Linked DNA regions of Sus scrofa: regions 1, 3 and 4 are each linked to region 2. The links are chromatin contacts, called in public HiChIP or PLAC-seq maps. All regions are on one chromosome and are shown on one strand. The core of a region is the stretch at or near the end of the contact, and the rest is flanking DNA. Distances in the headings are between cores, read along the strand shown. Region 1 overlaps ABCB9 (ATP-binding cassette sub-family B member 9). Region 2 overlaps KNTC1 (kinetochore-associated protein 1). Region 3 overlaps HIP1R (huntingtin-interacting protein 1-related protein). Region 4 overlaps VPS37B (VPS37B, ESCRT-I subunit).

What was found. HiChIP or PLAC-seq counts read pairs in DNA pulled down with a chosen protein or histone mark.
Region 1: an H3K27ac HiChIP or PLAC-seq map of alveolar macrophages shows a contact between it and region 2. The contact joins two enhancer-like sites. A contact is called at or near these places in 1 of 47 Hi-C or Micro-C datasets (epiblast stem cells) and 1 of 2 datasets of contacts at active chromatin or transcription factors (alveolar macrophages).
Region 3: an H3K27ac HiChIP or PLAC-seq map of alveolar macrophages shows a contact between it and region 2. The contact joins two enhancer-like sites. A contact is called at or near these places in 4 of 47 Hi-C or Micro-C datasets (alveolar macrophages, embryonic fibroblasts and retroperitoneal adipose tissue) and 2 of 2 datasets of contacts at active chromatin or transcription factors (alveolar macrophages and skeletal muscle).
Region 4: a contact with region 2 is called in an H3K27ac HiChIP or PLAC-seq map of alveolar macrophages. The contact joins two enhancer-like sites. A contact is called at or near these places in 2 of 47 Hi-C or Micro-C datasets (blood and embryonic fibroblasts) and 1 of 2 datasets of contacts at active chromatin or transcription factors (alveolar macrophages).

The regions. Positions count from the first base shown.
Region 1 is chr14:29,932,949-29,935,706 of Sscrofa11.1, forward strand. It overlaps ABCB9 (ATP-binding cassette sub-family B member 9), which reads left to right. Exons shown (of 14, transcript XM_021074072.1): 14 at 1,408-2,623. The coding sequence ends at 1,668. Among named protein-coding and RNA genes, the nearest start is that of VPS37B, 29 kb to the right of the region's middle. Within about 2 kb of position 1,368, at least 26 of the 83 cell types and tissues checked have an H3K27ac peak or open chromatin away from gene starts, as enhancers often do. A contact at or near this core is called in alveolar macrophages, where this site is marked.
Region 2 is chr14:30,153,746-30,156,445 of Sscrofa11.1, forward strand. It overlaps KNTC1 (kinetochore-associated protein 1), which reads right to left. Exons shown (of 65, transcript XR_002338925.1): 64 at 2,059-2,148; 65 at 1,173-1,912. Among named protein-coding and RNA genes, the nearest start is that of HCAR2, 38 kb to the left of the region's middle. Within about 2 kb of position 1,301, at least 21 of the 83 cell types and tissues checked have an H3K27ac peak or open chromatin away from gene starts, as enhancers often do. A contact at or near this core is called in alveolar macrophages, embryonic fibroblasts and retroperitoneal adipose tissue, where this site is marked.
Region 3 is chr14:30,015,152-30,017,851 of Sscrofa11.1, forward strand. The region is part of intron 1 of HIP1R (huntingtin-interacting protein 1-related protein); the gene reads right to left. Among named protein-coding and RNA genes, the nearest start is that of HIP1R, 7.8 kb to the right of the region's middle. Within about 2 kb of position 1,445, at least 38 of the 83 cell types and tissues checked have an H3K27ac peak or open chromatin away from gene starts, as enhancers often do. A contact at or near this core is called in alveolar macrophages, embryonic fibroblasts and retroperitoneal adipose tissue, where this site is marked.
Region 4 is chr14:29,986,854-29,989,553 of Sscrofa11.1, forward strand. It overlaps VPS37B (VPS37B, ESCRT-I subunit), which reads left to right. Exons shown (of 4, transcript NM_001243371.1): 2 at 2,302-2,473. Among named protein-coding and RNA genes, the nearest start is that of VPS37B, 25 kb to the left of the region's middle. Within about 2 kb of position 1,443, at least 31 of the 83 cell types and tissues checked have an H3K27ac peak or open chromatin away from gene starts, as enhancers often do. A contact at or near this core is called in alveolar macrophages, where this site is marked.

The DNA.
Region 1 (2,758 bases), core at 118-2,617, 220 kb before region 2:
GGTTTGGATGGGGCCACATGTGCCAGGAATTCTGCAGTTCGCAGCAACAAAACCAGGGTCACCAGGTACCAATTGAGTTGAGACCAGAAAGGAAAGGACCCAGCCCTCGGGGTCTGGGTAAGAGCGTCCCAGGAAGAGGGGGCAGTGGGTGCAAAGAACAGGTCCACAGCCAAGCCTGCAAGTCAGCATGGCTGGTGGCTGGGGGTTGGGCAGAATGAGGCTTGAACAGAGTCACAGGGTGACACAAGCTCCTCAGGCCCTAAGGAATTTAGCTTTTTTTTTTTTTTCTTCCATTAATAGATTTTTTTCTTTTAGAGCAGATTTAGGTTTAAATTGAGCAGAAAGTACAGAGTTCTTGTATTCAGGGCCCCCCCTTCCCCCCCCCCCGCAAAAAGTGTCGCCTGTTACATCTTTTATTAGCAGTACATTTCTTCCAATTGACGCACTGGTATCAATGCATGATTCCTAACTCAAGGCCAGAGTTCACATCAGGGGTCACTGTGTTGAAAAAATGCAGAATGTCATATTATGTAGAATAATTTCATGGACCTAAAACTCCCCCAGGTATTTGGATTCTACCCTAAATGGGACAAGAACCTCTTGGAGGGCTTGGAGCAGGAATTCAACAAGACTTGATTAAAAAATTTAAATCCAGGAGTTCCCATTGTGGCTTGTTAAGGACCCAATGTTGTCTCTGTGAGGGTGCGGGTTTGATCCCAGACCTCTGGGTGGGTTAAGGATCCAGCATTACCTTAAGTGGCAGCATAGGCTGCAGATTCAGCTCGGATCTGGTATTGCCATGGCTGTGGCATAGGCTGACAGCTGCAGCTTTGATTCAGCCCCTGGCCTGGGAACTTCCATATGCTGCAGGTGCGGCTGTAAAATGAAAAAGAAAAACTTTAAATCCATGTGGAGAGTGGCTGGGAGTGGGGCAGGAAAGTTGCAAGCATTCAGGAAAGAAGGAGCAGTGGCAGAGGTGGAAAGATGCAACAGGACAAAGCACGTGGGAGATGGATCTGCAGGATTTGCTGCTGGGCTGGAATTGGGTGACCAGGGAAAAAAACTGAGGGTGATGCCTTGTTTTGTCGGCCTGAGCTTTGGGGCTTCCCATGAGACCATCAACCACGGCCAAGTTAGAGGAAGGAGCAGAAAGACCAGGGGACAACCCTATTTGGGGCCTCTCTGACAGTCATCGAGCGCTGCCCTGTGTCAGGCTTTGAACTCTGTCCCCTGTGGACAAATATCCAGGAAGCAAGTCCTCTGCAAGTCCTGGCTTTATAAATGAGGAAGTCCCAGAGAGGCTGAGCAACTGTAGGATGTGGTAGATCTGGGATCTGAGCCAGGACCCGGCGGGGTGGTGGGTGGCTGGGGCGGTGCCAGGGTGAGCTGGCCCCTCCTGTTTCCCAGATCCAGCAGGCCATCCACGGCAACCTGCAGAAGCACACAGTGCTCATCATCGCGCACCGGCTGAGCACAGTGGAGCGGGCGCACCTCATCGTGGTGCTGGACAAGGGCCGAGTCGTGCAGCAGGGCACCCACCAGCAGCTGCTGGCACAGGGCGGCCTCTACGCCAAGCTGGTGCAGCGGCAGATGCTGGGGCTCGAGCCCGCCTCAGACTACACAGCCGGCCACCAGGAAACGCCAGGCAATGGCAATCACAAGGCCTGACCATGGCCCCACCTCTCCCAGTGGGGCAGAGGCCCCAGTGCCCGCCTGGCAGATGGGCCCATGGTGGGGGAGGAGGGCCTCACCACCCCCACTGCCCTCTGAGCCCAGGCCCAAGGCACTGGAGGGCCACCTGCCCTGTCCCACATGTCACTGCTTCCTGCACCTTGCCCCCAGTTCCCACCCTGTTCCCCGGGCCACCACCAGCCCCCTGCTGCCGTGAGCCACCCCCTCCAGTCTTGGTGGTGGAGATACCGCTGTTTTCTCCATCTGGCTCCCAAGGCTGCTAAGCGAAGGTAGAGCTACCTTTTTAAACCAAGATCTTAACCAGATTTTTTACTGCTTGGTTTGATGGGCCCCAGTCATCTCCTAGATTTCAAAAACGTTTTTCTAATTGGGAGTAATGACTGGCAAGTTCACCAAGACATTCTAGAAACTTCTGAGCCGGGAGCGTATGACCCTTCCTCAGAGCCTGGGGGACATCAGGGGAGTATGCAGCCTCTACCCTTTGCCCCTGGAGAGAAGGGGCTCCCCATCCCAGGCGGGGGACTTCCTGTCTCTTGCTCTTCCCAGCTTCGTGAGTCAGGCCAAGGGTGGGCGGGAGTGGAAGGCTCCTGCCTGCCCAGATCTAAGCCAGTCTCACTGTGAACCACTACCAACCTTAACTGGGGGAGTGAGGGGCTGGCCAGGCCTGGCGAAGCCTCGGGGTGTCCCCAGCCCAGCACCCAGCTTGAGCCCCTCCCCCTGCCTTGCCCCTCCCTCCCCCCACCCCGGCTGGCGGCCCCTTCCCAACGATGACAGTCACCTCGACGCCCTTCGGATGTTTGGGAGACGCATTCTCTTCCCTGTCTGATGGACAGGATGCTGGCAAAGCCTAGGTCTGGCTTTGTGGGGGGAGGGGGGTGTTGCAAGATGTTGGGAGAACCGGTCAATAAAGTATACTACCTCTGACCCCTGACCTCTGACCTCTTCCTGGGCCTTCTGCTTCATCGCCTGGCTTGGTTTCTCCATCAGACCATCTCTGCTCTGGCCTGGCATCGTACAGTCATGGGAGACTTTGGGTGGTCCTGGGCCTGCCCCCAGTGTCCAGGAG
Region 2 (2,700 bases), core at 51-2,550:
TGTCAATTTCTGCTGTACAACAAAGTGACCCAGTCATACATACATATATATATATATACACGCATTCTTTTTCTCACATTATCCTCCATCATATTCCATTACAAGTGACTAGATATAGTTCTCTGTGCTATACAGCAGAATATATTTGAACTTAAATCCAAATATATTTATATTACAAAAAAATCACTTCTTTGGCTTATCAAAAACTCGTTACCTGTCAGAATTTGTATGCGTGTTAATCTTCCCATTTATTTGATCTACTTCCAATTTAAAATTATTTTATTAAGGTAAATTGACATAACATCAATTTCAAGTATACAACACAGGGGTTTGATATTTGTACATACTAGGAAATGATCGTCACAATAAATCTAGTTAACATCCAGAACTTTATACTGAATAATGAAACCAGGGTTAAGGCTGGGAAAGAACTCCTTTTAGCCCGGCTTGAGTGCAGGAAGCTCAAAATTTCATTTTCATTTGCTGCGTTCTAGTGCCACCACTTGACCCTTTCGTTCTTTGCACATTCATGCCCAAGAATACTGTCACAGACTCTACTTATCATCTCAGCCTTATAATTAGTTTTCTTAAGGTGCACATAGACATTGATGAAACACAAATGTAAATGCTGAGACACTATTTTCACCTATCAAAGTAGCAACAAGTTTTAAAAAGTATCCTTGGGGAGGATAGGGAAAGTAAAACAGACAAGGGTTTCTGGTAGGAACTGGCTTCTGTGAAGAAGACCTTTAGAAATGCATGCAGTTTGGCCATTTTCGCTTTGTCTTTAAAAGGTCCTTCATTTCCTTTGAACCAGTAAATCTGTTATTAGGAATGTATCTTAAGGACATAACTCCAATACAGAAAAAGCTTTGTGAAAGATATTGGTGCAAATGTCCAGAAGAGTAAGTGGATGACCATTTAAATCTCCTACAAGTAAGAGGTTTACAAATAAGGGGATTAAGGCTTTGAAATGTTATGTAACTTGCCCAGGAGCACACAGTTAGTAGGCGAGAGAGTCAGAGGTCAAACCCAGACTGGTTTTAGTCCCAAACCCATGTTACTGAATCATATTACATTAAGTTTTCTATACACTGAGAAATACTAAAAATAGTATTTCTATATATTGAGAAATACTATTTTTCTCAACAGGCAAAACAAAGGCAAGTGAATTCTAGCAGAATCAAATTGAGTTTATTCACAAATAGAACAAAAAACTGCGAAGGGAGAGAGAGGTGTGACGAGCAATTCTGTGAGTGGGGCATCAGCGCCGCCTTCCAGCTCCATGCTGCCCCTGCAGGCCAGCCTCTGCCCTACTGGAGGCTTCCGGCCTGCAGACAGCCTCCTCCAGACTCCCTGCCAGATGGCTTCTGTTCAGTCCTGTCATTTCTTGGCACTGACGCCAATTAGAGAACTAGAAGGTGGGAGAAAGCAAAATGCTGCTTCTCTTACCTTTCAGAGATGGCTTAGCAGCCGGCAGCATGACTCGGCAGCTTTGGGGCCGAGGCTCAGCCACCTGAACAGCAGTTCCCCGTAATGCCCCAGCTCAGAGGCAAGGCAGCTTCTGATGTTCTGGGAACAGCCCCTTCCCTTTAGCTTCTCCAGCACTACCCTCCAATCTCCCCTTTGCCTTTCAGTCCTTTTGACACCTTTGTAATCAATTCCTGACCCTCAATCCTTCTCTGCTTGAACTACCTAGGGTGGCTGCCATATTTCTGGCTGGTCACTGACTGATACACTCTGCAGCTTAGATTATATACATATTTACCAGAACGATATTAAAAAGACTGATGTTTATATAGGTGGAAGAAACAAAATAGAAGTAGTTGCTTTTCTTACGGGGGAGGAGCAAAATACTTTCCTTCATAATGGAGTGCAAAAAACTGAGAGTTTCTTTAAGTCATATACGTAACTGGCAAAAAAAAAAAAAAAAAAGATTTATTAATTCAGGACATGAGTTCTTTATGCGACAAGTGTCTATTATTAAGCATCTTGGTTATTTCTTCTTGAAGGACATTTGACAATAGCTATAACACACACTGCACAATTTAAACCTACAATAAATATGGTCAGTTAATAGCAGAATCCAAACTTCTTATTCTTCTTGGAAAAAGGTTTGATGATCTACTATGATCCATTAAGAAACATCTAAATGAGAAGAAACACAGAAGCATTTTCATGAGTGTCAGTTTTTTAAATAGAAAGTGGTTTGATAAACTATAAAATTTAAGACTAAACTATATTACTAAAAATTATGTATAAAATTATTTGGCTTTTTAGACAGATATGCTTGAAGAAAATCATACATTTAAGGGCCATAAATTTGAACCAAGACTCTTTCTCCCCCTCTTTCTCTCTCTTTTTTTTTTGCTATGGATGAAGCATATGGAAGTTTCCAATATTCCCTCTTTTTGAAAAAAATTAATCTTATGCCTTTGAGCACTAGAGATCAGAAGTGACAAGTGAAGTTATTAATGGATGTTAACAAAATGGAGGCTTTTTTTTTTTTTGGCTCTTTAGGGCCACATCCATGGCATATGGAAATTCCCAGGCCAGGGGTTGAATTGGAGCTACAGCTGCCAGCCTACACCACAGGCACAGCAAAGCAGGATCCAAGCCATGTCTTCAACCTATACCACAGCTCACGGCAACACCAGATCCTTAACCCACTGAGTGAGGCCAGGGATCGAATCCTGCAAC
Region 3 (2,700 bases), core at 195-2,694, 140 kb before region 2:
AAGCAGGAATTAAAAAGACCCTCCAAGAGTTCCCACTGTGGCTCAGCAGGTTAAGAACCCAACTAATATCCATGAGGATGCAGGTTCGATCCCTAGCCTCACTCAGTGGGTTAAGATCTGGTGTTGCCATAAGCTGCAGCTCGGATCTGGCATTGCTGTGGCTGTGGTGTAGCTCTGATATGACCCCTAGCCTGGGAACTTCCACATGCCACAGATGTGGCCGTAAAAAAAAAAAAAAAAAGAAAGGAAAAAATTAATTACATTAAAAAACCCTCAGGGAGTTCCCACTGTGGCACCATGGGTTAAGAATCCAACTGCAGTGGCTCAGGTCCCTGTGGAGCTGCAGGTTCGATCTCCAGCCCAGTGCAGTGCATTAAAGGATCGGTGTTGCTGTTGCTGTGGCGTAGGTTGCAGCTACAGCTCAGATTCGATTCCTGGCCTAGGAACTTCCATGTGCCATGGGTGAGGCCATTTAAAAAAAAAAAAAAGACCCTTGGAACATCTTTCTCTGTTCCAGCCACACTGTCTCCCCTTCTGTCCCTCAAACAGGGCAAGCCAGGTCCCACCTCCAGGCCTGGTTGTGCTTCTGGGGCCACCCAGCTCTGAGCTAAAACGGCCCTCCCAGGCAGCCTTCCCCAGCCACACACGAGAGCATCCTCCTGGTTATTTTCACCCAGGACACTTATTCTCTGAAACCATCTTATTTGTTTACCATGTATTCTGTTTCTACCTCCGACACCTGAGCAGAAGTACTTGACACAAGGAATCCTGTTGGTTTTAGCCCCTCCCTGCTGTACCTCCCATCCCCAAATCCGCGCCTGGTGGCCAATAATCTTTACTGGATGAGTAAAAGAGTGAACACTTGAATGAACAAAAGCACTTTCAAACAGAAGTCCTGGTTAAATGCAAGGCAGTGAGTGACTCTTTCTCCAGCTAATAATTTAGCCACTAGAGTTAAATAGTAAACGCAACTATAAAACAAATTCTATTTTTAAAATCAACCCTGAAATGAATCATACCTCAACCTCCCTGTACTGTTATCACGACACTTAAAGGCGGCACTTGGCAGGGACAAAGACATCCTTCAGAGAGCCAGGGCACAGAGACTGGCAGAGAGGTGGGTTATCCTGCTTTAGGGTTTCCCAAGAGTTGTTTGGAGGACAGAAAGATGTCATTCAAATGCTTTGTCGCCTCAAAGGCCACTAATGAAAGCAAACACAGGATTTCTAAAGCCGAGAAGGTGGCTGGATGTGGTCATGTGCAAAGCGGTAGGGAGCCCTGGGCCAGAAGTCTGCAGCAAGGTTGTTTCAACAGACGGGAAGTCTGTGGAGCAATGCCATCCTGCCGACTGAACTCCTCCCTTCATTCACGCCCCCTGGTCCCCACACTGTCTGTTTACGCAAGTGGAGGCAGGGCTGCTGTGGCCGCCTTCTCTGCAGGAGGGCGTGAGCTCCAGGCAGGATCCGCCCACTCACCAGGATGCAGTTTGCAAAGGGCACTACCACCTCTCCCCTGGCCCTGCAGGCGACACGTGTGAGGAGGAGGTAGATGTGGCTGGAGTCCCACCTCCAGGATGGCCAGGAAGCCAGCCCAGGCAGCTTCCTTCCCTGGGCCCTGGTGACATCACTTCACAGACCTGTCTGTCCCTCAAGCCAGGGGGCTGAGTCACTCCCTGGTGGAAGAACCTATTGCAGTTTAGGGAATTGTGTTTATTTCAGCAAGAGGAAAAACAATCCCACGTCCACTGAACTTTTCTCCAAGGGCTCAATCTCTCCCCACAGCGGGTGCCACAGCCTTTCAGGCCTCACCGAGAGGCCACATCAAAGAAGGGAGACCCACAGGTCCTGGTGGCACCCATTCATTCAGCGCACACAGGCTGAGCGTGTCCCCTGAGCCAGGCACTCCTGGGTGCTAGGGCACAAGAGGAGTCAACACAGTCCCTGCCTGAGGATCTGGGGGTTCAGGAGTTGTGCTTAGGGGCTCAGAGGAGACAAGGGAATTCTCTCTCTGTGAAGCAGATCTAAACACGGTGTGGCTGCAGTGTTTGGGAAGAATAATATCGCGAGAACTAGGGAAGCCCAGGAAAGCTTGAGCAGGAGAGCAAACAAGGTGATACTTGAGTCCACCCTGGGATCAGGTGGAGCAGGGGGAAGGGTATCGCTGACAGCAGACCGGCTGGCAGAGTCTCTTCAGGCGGGCCTCTCAGGTTAGCTGGCTGGGTTTCCCTGTCCCTCAGCCAAGCAGGCCGAGGCTCAACCCCAGTTTCCACTTCGAGCTGCTGGACTCGGTGCCCAGGAGGGTTTCATTCACAAATGGGGCGCTGGCCTGGGGGCAAGGTCAGGAGGGTGGCCGTTCTGCCAAGGAAGTCACAGCTGGCTTCCCCTGACCTCTCTGGGGTCCCCAACACACACACACTGCCGAGTATCTCTCAGAGGATGGCATCACCTGGGGGCAGGACCTGCTGTCCTGGAAGGGGGGGCACCACAGGACCACTCCTCCAGGATGGGCTGTTCTCCGCCTTCCCGAGTCGGCCCACCCCCTGCGGCGGATCTGCTCCTCTCCCAGCAGCCCTGGCTCCCACCCTCCTCACTTACAGGCTGGTGCGCAGGGACAGAACCCATGAAGGCACTAGCTCGACTCCTTCAGTCCAGCCTGCTTTCCTGTGCACAGTTAGCTGCTACTCAATGCAGCATTTACTCT
Region 4 (2,700 bases), core at 193-2,692, 170 kb before region 2:
GTGTTACCTTCTTGTAGCTGCTTTCCTCCCCTCAACCATGATCTGTCCCCATATCTGTAGTTTGCGAATTTCAAGAATGTTGTATGCACAGAAGGATAGGATCTGTGACACTTTGGGTTGATTTTTTTTTTTCTTTTTAGGGCGCATCCATGGCACATGGAAGTTCCCAGGCTAGGGGTGGAATCAGAGCTATACAGCTGCTGGCCTGCACCACAGTCACAGCAATGCAGGCTCCAAGCTTCGTCTGCAACCTCTGCACCACAGCTCATGGCAACACCTGATCTTTAACCCACTGAGCAAGGCCAGGGATTGAACCTGCATCCTCATGGGTACTAGTTGTGTTCATTACTGCTGAACCACAATGGGAATTCCCTGATTTTTTTTTTTTCCCACTTACCCTAATTCCCTGGGTCTCCCTCCAAACTGCCATGCATCTCAGCAGCTCATCTTCCTTATTCCTGGACTGTGCTCTGAGGTGCGGAGGTAGCCCTCTCTTTAACTGCTCACCTGCTGAAGGACACCTGGGTTGATTACAGAGAGAGCAGTTCTGATCATTCATGTGTGGGTTTTTGTGTGAACATAAATTTTGATTTCTCTGGAATAAATGCCCATGCATATCATTTCTAGATGGTGTGGTAGATGCACATTCAGTTTTAAAAGAGATTGCCTGTGAAGTTCCTTTGTAGTGCAGCAGATTAAGAATCTGGCATTGAAAAAAAAAAAAAAAGAATCTGGCATTGTCACTGTAGCGGCTCTGGTCTCTTGCTTGTGGCAAGGGTTCGATCTCTGGCCTGGGAACTTCTGTATACCATGGGCATAGCCAAAAAAAGGAGATTGCCAAGCTGTTTTCCAGAGTACAATGGCTTCTTTCTGTTTCTTTGTTCTTTTTAATGGCTTAATCTAAGGAAAGAGTCTTCTGCAGGACCTGGGGATACAGCGCACTTGGAGGGCAAACTGCTGTGGGTGGGGGATTCAGGGGTGAGGGAAGCCCCCTTCCTTCCAAAGCCCTGCAGGACCAGGAACCCCACTTAAACTAGATCTTCCATGCCTCGTTGTCCTTGCTGGCTAAAAGCCGAAAGAGTTGAGTATTTCTACAGCACTGATTTTATAGTGTTGAGCTAGAGACTTAATTTTCTATTTTAATTTAAATTCCTCTTTAAACTGAGCCTCATCTTGAGGGCCCTGGCCCATCTTCCCAGTAGGAGATGCAGGTCATGCATCTGCCAAGGACGCCTCCCCCCCTGCTTGGTGCTCAGGGCCTCCTCTGGAGCCCGCTTCCAAGGGCTTTTTCTTTGTTCTCTAACGTGTGCGCGCACGCGCGTGCACGTGCACACTGGGAACTGTGCACAGGCACGAAAGGGTATGGCTAGGGGGGAGGGGTGCAGAACAGAGGCCACGAGGCCGGGAATCTGCAGTCAGACCAGCAAGAGGAAGGAAGTAGTGGTGAAAATAGCCCAGCTTGGGTGGGGTGTAGAAAATATTAAGGGAAGAATGAGATGACTGGTGTGGGGCTGAAGGCGAGCTTCTGAAAGAAACGGGGGCAGATGGGGGAGGGGAAGGAATCGAGTACTACTGAGACTTCAGATCCTGAAGGCAAGGTTGCCGAGGGCTGACTGTGGTGGAGGAGCCCATCCTGAGCAAGTGGAAAGGGAACTAGGCTGCCATGTGTTGGTGTTTTTGCTTTTCTGTTCCCATACGCTTTGGGTTATGTTTCCTAGGACTTGCTCACCTTTTCTCAGACCTCCCATTTCCCCCTTTCACTCCTGGGGTCCAGGCATCTCCCACAGGAGCCAGGGAGCTCAGACACAGAAGAGCCAGTGGTGGGCGTGGGGAGAGAATAGAACAGGGTCACTGAGCAGATTCCTTCCCAGAGTCTCAGTGTTTGATCTCGAAACCTGGTGAGTAAGCCTGAGTTGACACTACGCCAACTGGCCCTCCTCTGATAAAAAGTGGTTCTTTAACTTGTCTGGAGCAGCAGCGGCTTGTTATGGAAGAATCTAGCCCTATGTCTTTAGAGCTGTTCACTCCTGAGGGCACGGCAGCCGTGGTAAGGAATTCCTGTCACAGCCCAGCTGATGGGGCGAAAGCCTCGATAGGCAGCTCCTGGGACAGAGCCTGTCCTGCAGACACATTGGAGAGAAAGTGGCCTTGTTCTTTAAGAATGGGGAGCAGCATCCAAACTGTCCAGACTAGAAATCGGGACTGGAGTCGGGGTGGGGGCGGCTAGCTGCCCAGCCTACCCCAGGGGTGGGGCTCGGGGACTAACATGCCGGTTCTCATCACCCTGTATGGTCCTTGCAGACGCAGAACGTTCAGCTTAATAAAGAAATGACGCTGGCCAGCAACCGGAGCCTGGCGGAAGGCAACCTTCTGTACCAGCCCCAGCTGGACTCTCTGAAAGCACGTTTGACCCAAAAGTACCAGGAACTCCAGGTGCTCTTTGAAGCCTATCAGATAAAGAAGACCAAATTAGGTAACTCTTTTAAGGTGATCTTTCAGGAATAAAGAGTTGAGAGAAGGGCACATTTTCAAGCTCTTGTACTACCAGGAGAGAAATATTATTTGGGGGCAATTTCAGATTAAGACAGTGATTACTGCTGCAAAAAAATAATTTATATATAGAATTGTGTCACGAATTTTTTTTTTTTTTTTTTTTTGGTCTTTTTGCCTTTTCTAGGGCCGCCTCCGTGGCACATGGAG